2 separate regions of the Hordeum vulgare genome follow, and region 2 is linked to region 1. Evidence: chromatin contacts called from public Hi-C data. All regions are on one chromosome and are shown on one strand. The core of a region is the stretch at or near the end of the contact, and the rest is flanking DNA. Distances in the headings are between cores, read along the strand shown.

Region 1 (5,416 bases), core at 737-3,236:
CGCACCCCCACCGTCGCTATATAATCGGTACGAGGGGCATTTAGGGTTAGCTCCCCCTATCCCCTGTTGTGCAATTTTATCTCCTCCGTCGCTAGGCCTAGCCAACTCTGGCGAGCAATTTATTGTGCCTCCCTCTTCTCCTTCCCCGTCTTTGACAGATCCATGGCCAGCGGATCCAGCCGCGACCGTGGTGGCCACGTCGATGCGTGTGGAAGCCGTGGCGGCCACCACTGTGCGCATCCAAGCAAGCGCACCGCCTCGACGCAGAGGCTAGAAGCTCCAGCTATGTTGTGGTGATACTCACCAACTCTAGCGATGACGACGACAGGGGGTGACGCGCGTGGAGCTTGAGGCAGGGGCGGGACCGCACCCGCGTCTACTGTAACAGGAAGAGACGCGTGGGCTGGCTTCCATGTGATCGACAAGCATATCTTGCCCCACATCAAGAGGTGTCGCGCCACTGCCGAAGAGCTAGTTGCCACTGAGCATGCAGTAGTGAATGTCGAAGAAGTGGCTTCGGGCCGCCAAGAAGGAGCAGGAGCTCACGGTGCGCTGCGCAAGTCCGCCATCAAATATTACTTCGGCTACGATAAGTGAGCACGACGAGCATGCCCACGAACTAGGATTAGGGTTAGGTTTCCTTAGTATGTAATCCTTTCGGTATGCTAGTGTGAACTCTGTTTGATGAATTAGTCTATGTTTGTGTAAACTGTTGCGTGATCTCGAACAAATTCTCGCACGAAAATAGTTTGCCAAATTACCTAGTATTGTTTTGCATATTTGTTTCAGCTGAATAATTTGCAACCCGTATGTTTCAGAATTTCGGTGGATCTGCTAGAGATGATTTAAGATTCTTTCTTGGTGAGTTGGTGATGGAGATGCAAGTTGTGTGGTTTCACTTGCCCAATCCAGCAACGACCTAATCATTTCTGCCGCGATGCTACCCACATCAAGTAGCCTCTCACCCAACCTACTCGCTTCTTTTGGAGCAGATGCACACTAAGAATAGTAATATGGGCCTGCGTATAGGGATTGCATCATTATGTTTGGATAGGAGCGTGCAACATGCCATGTTACGCGTGAGCAAATCTAGGCCTCTCTGCCCTGCAACTTGCATTTGGTGAGGTCCGATCAAAGCCAACATGCATGCATACGCAGTATGTGCGGCTTACTTATCTGCGCATATATGGGGATTGGGGGGGTTCGGTTAGTGCATGCACCTTACTAATCTGCCAAGACCAAGTGGCTGTAGTATTTTACTGGTGTGCGGAAATTTATGAGGGTCCATGAGGACTAGTAGCAGCAACAGCATCGTCCTTGTCCTCACCGAGGACCAACCGGCCGGCCAGGATGGTCCAGGACGCACGGCTGGGATTGGGCGATGCAGATGCAGCTAGCCATGCAGGTCCGTGGTACGTCAGGTCTCTCTCTCTCTCTCTCTCTCTCTCTGCATCCATCGTTTGGACTCGGACGCCCTACTACGGCCGAGACGCTGGACAAGAGATTGAGTCATCAAATCTTTTGCATTGTTGCGCCTTCCTCGGCGAATTGATGTAGTGGTTGCATGTGTCGGGGCGGCGATGGTCCACGCCCTATGCCACTCGTTCCATTGCCTACCTTGTTGTATTTTTAGCCGGCGTCAAGGCACCATTGGCCCCGAGTGTAAACAAGTGAGCACATATGTGTCCGCCTGCCTGCTCGCGCCCGGCTCCCCGTTTGTCGTGGAGAGCCACTGTGCTCTTTTGTTGCCTTGCTCCTGGCTGGCCGAAGCCAATATATCATCCATTGAGCGGCAGTCGAGGCGGGGAGTGCGCTTTCGTTTTTATCTCTTCTTTCATATCATTTCATGTCACTTGGGTTTTGTCTATCGGCGCCTTTGGCTTGTGGGTTAAGGTTAAGGCTAAGGCGAGGCGAGCCAAACCCGTGGGCGCGTGTGCAATTTCCGCATATGTTTTGTCGATGCCTACGCGGCAGAGCGGAAGGCTGTGACGAGGCTGTGGAGACGGCGACGCGTTCCGCCCCTCGTCATTTTGGCGCGTCCGCGCCACCGGTGGAACCGTGGACACCCCGTTCGTTGTCGCCGTGTGTGCAGGCGCCAAAAATATGCTACAGGCGCCAGTGCGCCACGGCGTTTTTCTCTCTTTCTCGTTTACAGTTTGGCATTAGCATATCCGGGCGGTCTGGTTTTGAAGTTTACCAAGCGCCTCTAATCAGGGCTGGCTCGTCCTCAGCGACCGTGACAAAAACGTTTGTATTCAAGAGCTGCGCCGTCCACATGGGGTACTTCACCGGTCAGGGGTTTTGCCTGGTCCAGGTGCTGACAAAGGGGCCCACGGCTGATGCTGGAGAGGCATCACCAATGGCAGCCAGGCCTGCAACCTTTTTTGTTTTTGTTTTGTCTTGGAGCAAGGTTCGACTATGTTATTAGGGGAGTTGTGTAATTGGATTTGTCCTTTTATATCTTTCTTCTTTTGTTAATGCAGGCGGATTTTCGAGAGCCTTGACCTTGATCCAAGTCCACTACGATGTCTATGTCGTTTGGTCGATAGTTATAAGGAAAGTCGTATGAGGATTGTATCGGATGAGTGTTGTATAAAATACATGTGAAAATGACTTGAACATGGGGATGTGTTTTTAAAAGAGAAAAGATATATGGCGAACGTTCACCCGGGGATGCGATCCTAGCGAACAACCGAAGAACCATCATAACTGCATTTTACAATGGTAATTTTCTTTAATAAAAGTAATTTAAACAAATTGTCATGTCGCACGACGCAAACGCCATGCCCCCTTGATCGCCCGTTGGAGATTGATGCCCTTTTAAAATATAGACCATTCAGATTGCTTCTTTTGCTTGCTCTCCCCCCCCCCCCCCCCCCCCACACACCCACACACACACAAAAATATCATTATATATTTATTTTATCAAAGTTTACTGTTATCTCAGAAATCTTTTTGTGATATTGCTAAGGACTACAATTTTATCAAACTCAACCCACGGTCACCATGTCAAAGAATTAGTAGATACTAAATACACTTTTTTTAAATGGCAATCCTTTTCTCTTATTTTTTTTAAATAAGGAGTCATTTACAATGACAGGAGGCTCAAACGGAAGAGAGATTTCAAGCACCAAGAGGAAATCGACCGTGTGTGCCCGCAATCGGTATATACACCACATAGGCAAAAATGGGCATAACTAAAACCACTACGTGTTCTGAACTAACATCATAGCGCATAGGCTTGGAACAAAAAGTATTAACATCATAAAAAAACCGAACATTCTTTAAAAGACATAGGTATATCACTCAGACCCCACATTATCCTCTTATGAACAATGGTAAAATATTAATTTAAGAGGATGTCAATTACACTTAGCCTCTGCAATGACACAATATTAAGATCAAGTCAAGAGATGAGAATGCGCACAAAAATGATGAAAACGGAGGAAAAACAAAGAGAACCGAAATATTAATTTTAAGAGGATGCCAATTACACTTAGCCTCTGCAATGACACAATATTAAGATCAAGTCAAGAGATGAGAATGCGCACAAAAAAGGATGAAAACGGAGGAAAAACAAAGAGAACCGAAATATTAATTTTAAGAGGATGCCAATTACACTTAGCCTCTGCAATGACACAATATTAAGATCAAGTCAAGAGATGAGAGTGCGCACAAAAAAGGATGAAAACGGAGGAAAAACAAAGAGAACCGACGCAGCCAATGGCTTATAGCTTGTAAGCAATAACAACATCCACTGTCCTTGACAACACATGAACTGCAAGAAAATTTCTCACCAACTGCAAGTTAAATTCTTTGAAATCAATGCCTCCAAGAAGGAATCATGATGCACGCATCGCCATCGCGAGATGAGACAACTAAGGATCAGATCTTTATATTTTACCAAGGAGAGCACGCCCGAGTAGAGTCCAAAGCAATGTCTTCAATAAGGACACCACGCGTAAATAATGCCATTGTCAAGTGTTGTCGACATCACTATGCACTGGAATACATGCTTGCAAGCATAACTGCCTCAAACCGAGGAGAGGCAAACATCATCGACATATTCAACTCACGAGAATGTGCTTCGAAGCCACCATGGCAGTGTTCAACGACGACAACAACGACGAGACACGATGCAAGTCTGTGGCCATTGCAAGCCGTAGTCGACCTGCCCTGACACCACTCTTGCACAACCTTGTGTTGCGACCATTATTGTTGCATCACTGTTGCCACCGCCGAGTAGGTTGCCGACCAGCCAACGAATCACCGGCAATGACCCGCGGGTAAATCTAGGCACTGAAGGCCACCGACACTAGTCGCCACTACCCAAGCAACATCATAGCAAGGCCAGGCCCTGCGAACAAGCTCCATCAAAACGTAAGATCGGAGCGCTCCCGTCGGGAAGAAGCAACCTTGTCGTTTGGAACATCCTCCGGCGACAGCGGGGGAAGAGGAGAGCGTTGTTGGCATTCTTTTGCACTTCATATAGGAAATAAATCTAATGTATTTATTTTGTAGGTGTGATCTCGTTTTTTTCTTGAAAAAGGAGGATACCCCCTTGCCTTTGCATCAGCACAATGGATGCAACCATATATTAATGCAAAATCCATTATTCGAACAACATTGACCCAAAAAAGGGGAAAATAAAGGTGAGGCTGCATGCCTCGTGTAGGATCCAAAGTATGTGTAGACAGGGGGTGATTAGACTACTTAACCAAATAAAAGCTTAGCCTTTTCCTAATTTTAGTTGTGGGCAAGTTTTAGCAATTGTTGTATGTCAAGCACACCCTACACATGCATGTCTAAGAGTATACCAGCAAAAAGTAAAAACATGCACATGTAAATAGAGGGTAGGGAAAGGAAGATCAAACGCAAAGATTGACACGACAATTTTTGGCGTGGTTTCGATAGGTGGTGCTATCGTACGTCCATGTTAGTGGAGACTTCGACTCACGAAGTGTAACGGTTGCGCAAGTGCATGGAAGGCTCCACCCACTAAGGGTCTACGAAGAAGCAACATTGTTTATTCCACCATGGCTTAGGTCCACGAAGGACTAGCCTCACTCGGGGTTAATCTTCATGAAGTAGGCGATCTCCTTGCCCTTACAAACTTGTTGGTTCAACTCCACAACATGAAGTAGGAGGCTCTCAAGTGACACATAACCAATCTAGGAGGCACCACCCTCCAAAAGGTAATAGTTTTGCCAGTATGATGAACTTCTTGCTCTTGTGCTTCAAACGATAGTCTCCTTAACACTCAATCCGTCTTTCACATATTTGGCATGGGTAGAAGAGATTGATTGGGTTGAAAGAAACTTGGGGAGGCTAGAGATAAAGTTTCAAATGGATGGATTAGAATATCTTGATCTCAACACATGAGTAGGTGGCTCTCTCTCAGAAAAATGGATATGGC
Region 2 (4,991 bases), core at 658-3,157, 240 kb after region 1:
CCATAGCGGCAATTCCACGACGAACCTGCGGTCAAAGAGGAGTTCTGGTGGCAGACGGGCACGATGCCTGTCGATCTCGTCATGGCAGGCGTGGTCGCTCACTGTGATCGCTGGGATGGGCACCCTGTTCGTGGAGAGTTGCGAGTTGTTGGGAAGGTGAGCATCGCTTCACGGCAGTGGCATCGCCATCTCCCAAGAGTTACAGGAGATTCTTGTGTTGATGTACGGCCTGCAGCGTTGCGGCGCCCCCGTTGGCGAGATCGCCAATGTGGGCGTATCGGGTGGCGTGGAGTTAGTGGAGCAGCGGGGACCGAAGGAGGATCCGGCCTCATGGTTGTGCTTTCCCTTGCCGAGCAAATGCCGCCCCCGATGACGGTTGGCAAGAGGAATAGGAAGACCGACGGCTAGGGTTTCACTCGTGTTGGGGCTCGAGGAGGCATGAGGGCTCGAAAGTGAAAGCTATGGACTAACCGGTTCACGGCTTCCGCGTTAAGAACGACGACGACCAGGGCAGATGGGTGGCTAACAAGCGGACCACCCCGCACACACGGATTAATTTTGGACGATGGAATGTAGGTGGCCGCCTGCCATGCGAGCTCGACGCAGAAGAGAAGTTTGGGCGCGTGGCTCCATTGGTTGTCCTCCGGACGCAAACCTCGAGCAAATTTGCTTTAGGAATGGGGCGGGCCGAATGTGAAATAGATACATTATGCAGATGTGGTCATGCGTTCGGCCGTGCCGACTATCCATTTTGGTCAAAACAGACGCACCCAGACAAGACGGGGTCGTGTGCTGGATTTGGCCTAAGGCCAACTCCAATGCACGACCCCAAATCGTCCGGTAGTGTTCGTTTAGGGGTAAGCGGACAGAAAACACAAACCAGCGCGTGCGAGCAAACAGACAATTGTTTGTTTTTCATCCGCTTTCGCCTCATTCCCAGTCCATATTTGGGCCACGTTTGCGCCAAAGTGTACACAGGCGGATGGGCAAGACGCATGCCCATGTCCTCCCTTGGCCCGCCCGCTGGGGACGTGTGCACCCCCTTTTTCTCTCCCCCTCCCCCGCTTGCCGCGCCCCCGAGCAAACCCTCCCACATAGCGTCGCCGGCAATTTTTCTCTATCTCGCTCTCCGGCCCGTCCCCCATCTCCCCTCCTCCTCCTCCTTCTCCTCCTCCTAGTAGCATAGTCACCCGCTTGGTGCTCCCCTCGGCCCGAGCGTTGGCCAACCAGTAGATCTACGACACCGGAACATCTCCAATGGATCTTCGTCAAGTGCAAAAAGGATGGGGTATGTGCTTCTCTAGGTTCAGTTTTCTTCTAGGCTTTGGTGGAATTTCTATAGCTTATTTGCTCAAATTTGTGTGTAAAGGGAATGCATGTTTTGATATCGAAAAGAATAATAAATCGATCTATTAAAATATTTAATTGTAGTACTTGTTTTTTTTATCTTACTCTCGTAGCAAAGAGTTGATGCATGTATGTATCTTTAATGAAATAAAAAAAGTTTCAATGCCAAAAGAAATAAGGGGGTCCTTTGGCCGTGGCGGACCAGATGCACAACGCACGGCCAGCGCATGCACAGAATAGGCCATACGCCACCGATTGTCCTACCCAAACAGATAAAATCTAGACAAAATGAAAATTTATTTGAGTTCGTGGGTTGGATTTGGCCTAGGTACAAAGGCACAAAGTTCCCGTCGGAACAAAACCCTCTGGTGTGTCTTCCCCTATTGTTGCGTCCGTGGGGAGCAAGAGGGTGGTGTCATGCACGGACCTGGCTCAGGGGAGCAGCTGCTGGCAGTTGGGCAACAGATCTCTCTCTCTCTCTCTCTCTCCCTTTCACCCACTCCCTTGGTATGCCCATGCAGTGATGATGCCCGGGGGCGAAGCAGGGATTCTCTGCAGCACCAACCCTAGAGCAGATAGATGGATCCCTGCTCCCGAGCTGGAATCATCTCAAATATGCATCACCACAAAGGGTCCTTGAGCTTATCCAGCTGCTCGACCGATCATCACTGCCCGGGCCGGGACCCTTGGCTGGAGCTGGATTTCGGTCCTCCATCTCACCCACTCGCGCACTGCCTGGACTAGACACGCAACAAGTTGTTGCAAAAACGACAGTCGGTGCAGTGCAGTGCCCGTTTCGATCGCTGTCAGCCTCTCTAGCTCGCTAACGCTAGGCTCCGGCCACTTTATCTAACTGTGGCGTGCAATCCGTAACAGTCCCCGTTCCCCCCCAGGCCGCTAGCTACGCTAGCTAGGGCTAGCCAACCAATTATCGTCTTTACAGTCAGATCGCAATGGAAAATATAATTGTGCCCGTGGCCAGTGGCCTGTACGCTGTACCCATGGATCGACGCCGATGCAGTGCAGTGCAGTGCAGTGCAGACATGTCCCTACCTCGACCAATAACCCAGGGAAGCCTCTCGAGTCGCCCGCAGAGGCAGATCGAGCGGGCTTTGGTTTTTCCTTGACCACCGCTCGCGGAGTGACGTGCCGACGACATGGGCGCGGCGCTGCGCATGTCGGCACGGTCGCCGCGCCGTGGGCGACCGCGAACGCCGTCCCGTCGGAATCCCATGCAGCTACGCTACAACCGAGACGGAGTCGTCGTCGCCGGGGAGACCCCTATTCGAACGCAGGAGACACGCTCGATCGGCGCCGCGCTGTGTGGCATCAGTACGTGGTGACGGTGCAACTTGTTGCGCGAATCGAGCGCCGCGAAAGCAACGTAGTTTGACATATATACGAATGCCGGTGGAGAGGGCGGTGCTTGCTTTTCCCGGGTCAAGGAAAATGGGTGCTCAACCATCGGTCTAGACTTTCAAACCTTGACTCGACAATGAACATGCCACTGCTAGCTAGTAGCTACTCCAGCTTGCAAACTGCACGACTGCCTGTCCGAGAAAACAAGGATTTCTTGTGCTGCCCATGATGATTCGCGAGATGAAAACCCGGGAATCTGAGCGTTGGTCGATCGAGGGTTACGGCTGGCGCTGAAGGCCACAGTGCCCACACGCGCACACGCGCGTCCACTGATACACATACGCCCCGACCCTGCAGTGCAGCACAGCAGCAGGCAGGGCCACTATAGGGCGCGATCGAGCCAGCCCGGCCGGCCGGCCGGCCATGTTGTTGTTGGGGACGGCGACGAGATGCATGGGCGACAGGCTACGTCGCATCATTCACCCTGGCCCTCGTAGCCCTTTACCTGCATAGCACTGTCGCAGGGAGCGCATGCAAATCCCCGCCCTGCATGCTCGCCCGGGGCGGAGCCGCGCGCCGTCCGATCGACCATGCACACCGGGCAGCGGCGCGTCGCGCGAACGACGGGTCGACACGTATGCCCGCCGCTGGCCCCGCCGCACAGGAAGACCAAACGTGAAGCAAGCCCTGCCGCTGCAACAACCAGCACAACGGATGAGATTGGACCACCGGGCCGGTACAGAGGCAGCGGCAGGGCAAATATCCACCACCACTCGTGAACCACAAAGACATAGACAGGGAGGCGCGCGCCGAGGAGCGTCAGATTCCGGTGTCCCGTGCCAGGGCGGGGCAGCGCTCGTCGTCATCATCACGGTAGTGCTGCCTCCAACGACTTCGGCAACGGGCCAGCGTCGTCCATCATTGCCGCCAAAAATGCATTCAAGCCGCATTACCAGTTCGGTCAAAACACGGCGGCTGAGATCCGGCCATGCTTCGCTTCAGTGGGCAACAACTGCTAATCCAGCCATGCCCGTGCATTAATTCTCACGTTTCCATATAGGCTCTCTCCGTGTAAACGCGTTGCAAGCTTTGACAGAAGGCAGATTCTGGGGTAAGATAACAACAGGTGACCAGGAAATCCTACGTCATGAGATGTTTTCGTGAAAAGGAATAGAGAGGAGAGAGTTTGCGTAAGGCTGTGGCTGGACCTCAGTCATTAAGACTTACCAAAGTCCCACTAAAGTGAGAAAATATATACTCCATGTTAGATCTCATGAATATAACATTGACTTAGACTTCGTTAAATCTCGGTCGACTGAAATTTAGCAACCCCGTTTACCGTAATGTGGTGCTTGTTGTATTGAGCCTTGAGAACGAGAATATATATATATATATAATACTTGGAGGGCAAGTCTCCTGGGGATAAGATTATAACAATTCCTATCTAATCCCGGGTAATCTCTGATTACCAAATATATCTCTAACATCCTCCCCGTCTTAGCAGCAGGCGTTGCGACAACAAAAACATCACGGACGGTTAGACTGAAGAGAAACTGAAGGTTTCCGCCCCTCGAAGTTCCTATAAGTTTCCTGTCAAGTTACTTCAATTCTATGATGAGCATTAAACAAGATTTTATCTGCGACCCAGTCGAAGGGACAGGGCCTGCTATGTTGGATTATATTGAAACTCCAAAAAAGTCTCTGAAGAAGGATGAGAATACATGTAAGTGGATTGCTCCGCCGTAGAATTAGGCCAAACTGAATACGGATGGATCTCGGTCGGCTGATGGAACTGCGGGTGCGGGGATGATACTTCGAGATGACACAAGAATTTCTCACCTTGCAGAACCCCTTTCTCTTGTAGGGATGCTATGGAAACGGAACTGTGTGCTTGTATAGAAGGGCTTTCTTTGTCTCTTCAACGTTCAGACCAACCAATTCTTCTGGAAATAGACTCAATATCAGTGATGAATCTACTAAAGGATGTTGACCATGATAGGTCGGTTTTTGCTTCATTATTGGCAGAGATTAAATATCTTATGTCTCTCCGTAAAACTTGTGTTACTTGTATTAAGCATAAACAAAATACTGTAGCAGATTATTTGGCAAACTTTGCTAGAACCTAAAAAAGAACTGTAGTGCGGTTGGGCTCTGGTCCACCAGGAGCACTTGGTCTTAGGAGAGTTGATTGTAATCCTGATATTGATTGAGTAATACAAGCTTTTACACAGAAAAAAAATCGACGAGCTGACATCACTAACGGAGCTATGTGTTAGAAAAATAGG

Evidence for each region. Hi-C and Micro-C count contacts between places; a contact is called where the count stands out from the background.
Region 2: a Hi-C map of leaf shows a contact between it and region 1, with 3 times the contacts expected there. The contact joins two enhancer-like sites. A contact is called at or near these places in 2 of 6 Hi-C or Micro-C datasets (both in leaf).

The regions. Positions count from the first base shown.
Region 1 is chr2H:585,111,090-585,116,505 of MorexV3_pseudomolecules_assembly, forward strand. No RefSeq gene overlaps it. Among protein-coding and RNA genes, the nearest start is that of LOC123427459, 28 kb to the left of the region's middle. Within about 2 kb of position 1,987, at least 3 of the 3 cell types and tissues checked have open chromatin away from gene starts, as enhancers often do. A contact at or near this core is called in leaf, where this site is marked.
Region 2 is chr2H:585,353,299-585,358,289 of MorexV3_pseudomolecules_assembly, forward strand. No RefSeq gene overlaps it. Among protein-coding and RNA genes, the nearest start is that of LOC123427462, 170 kb to the right of the region's middle. Within about 2 kb of position 1,908, at least 3 of the 3 cell types and tissues checked have open chromatin away from gene starts, as enhancers often do. A contact at or near this core is called in leaf, where this site is marked.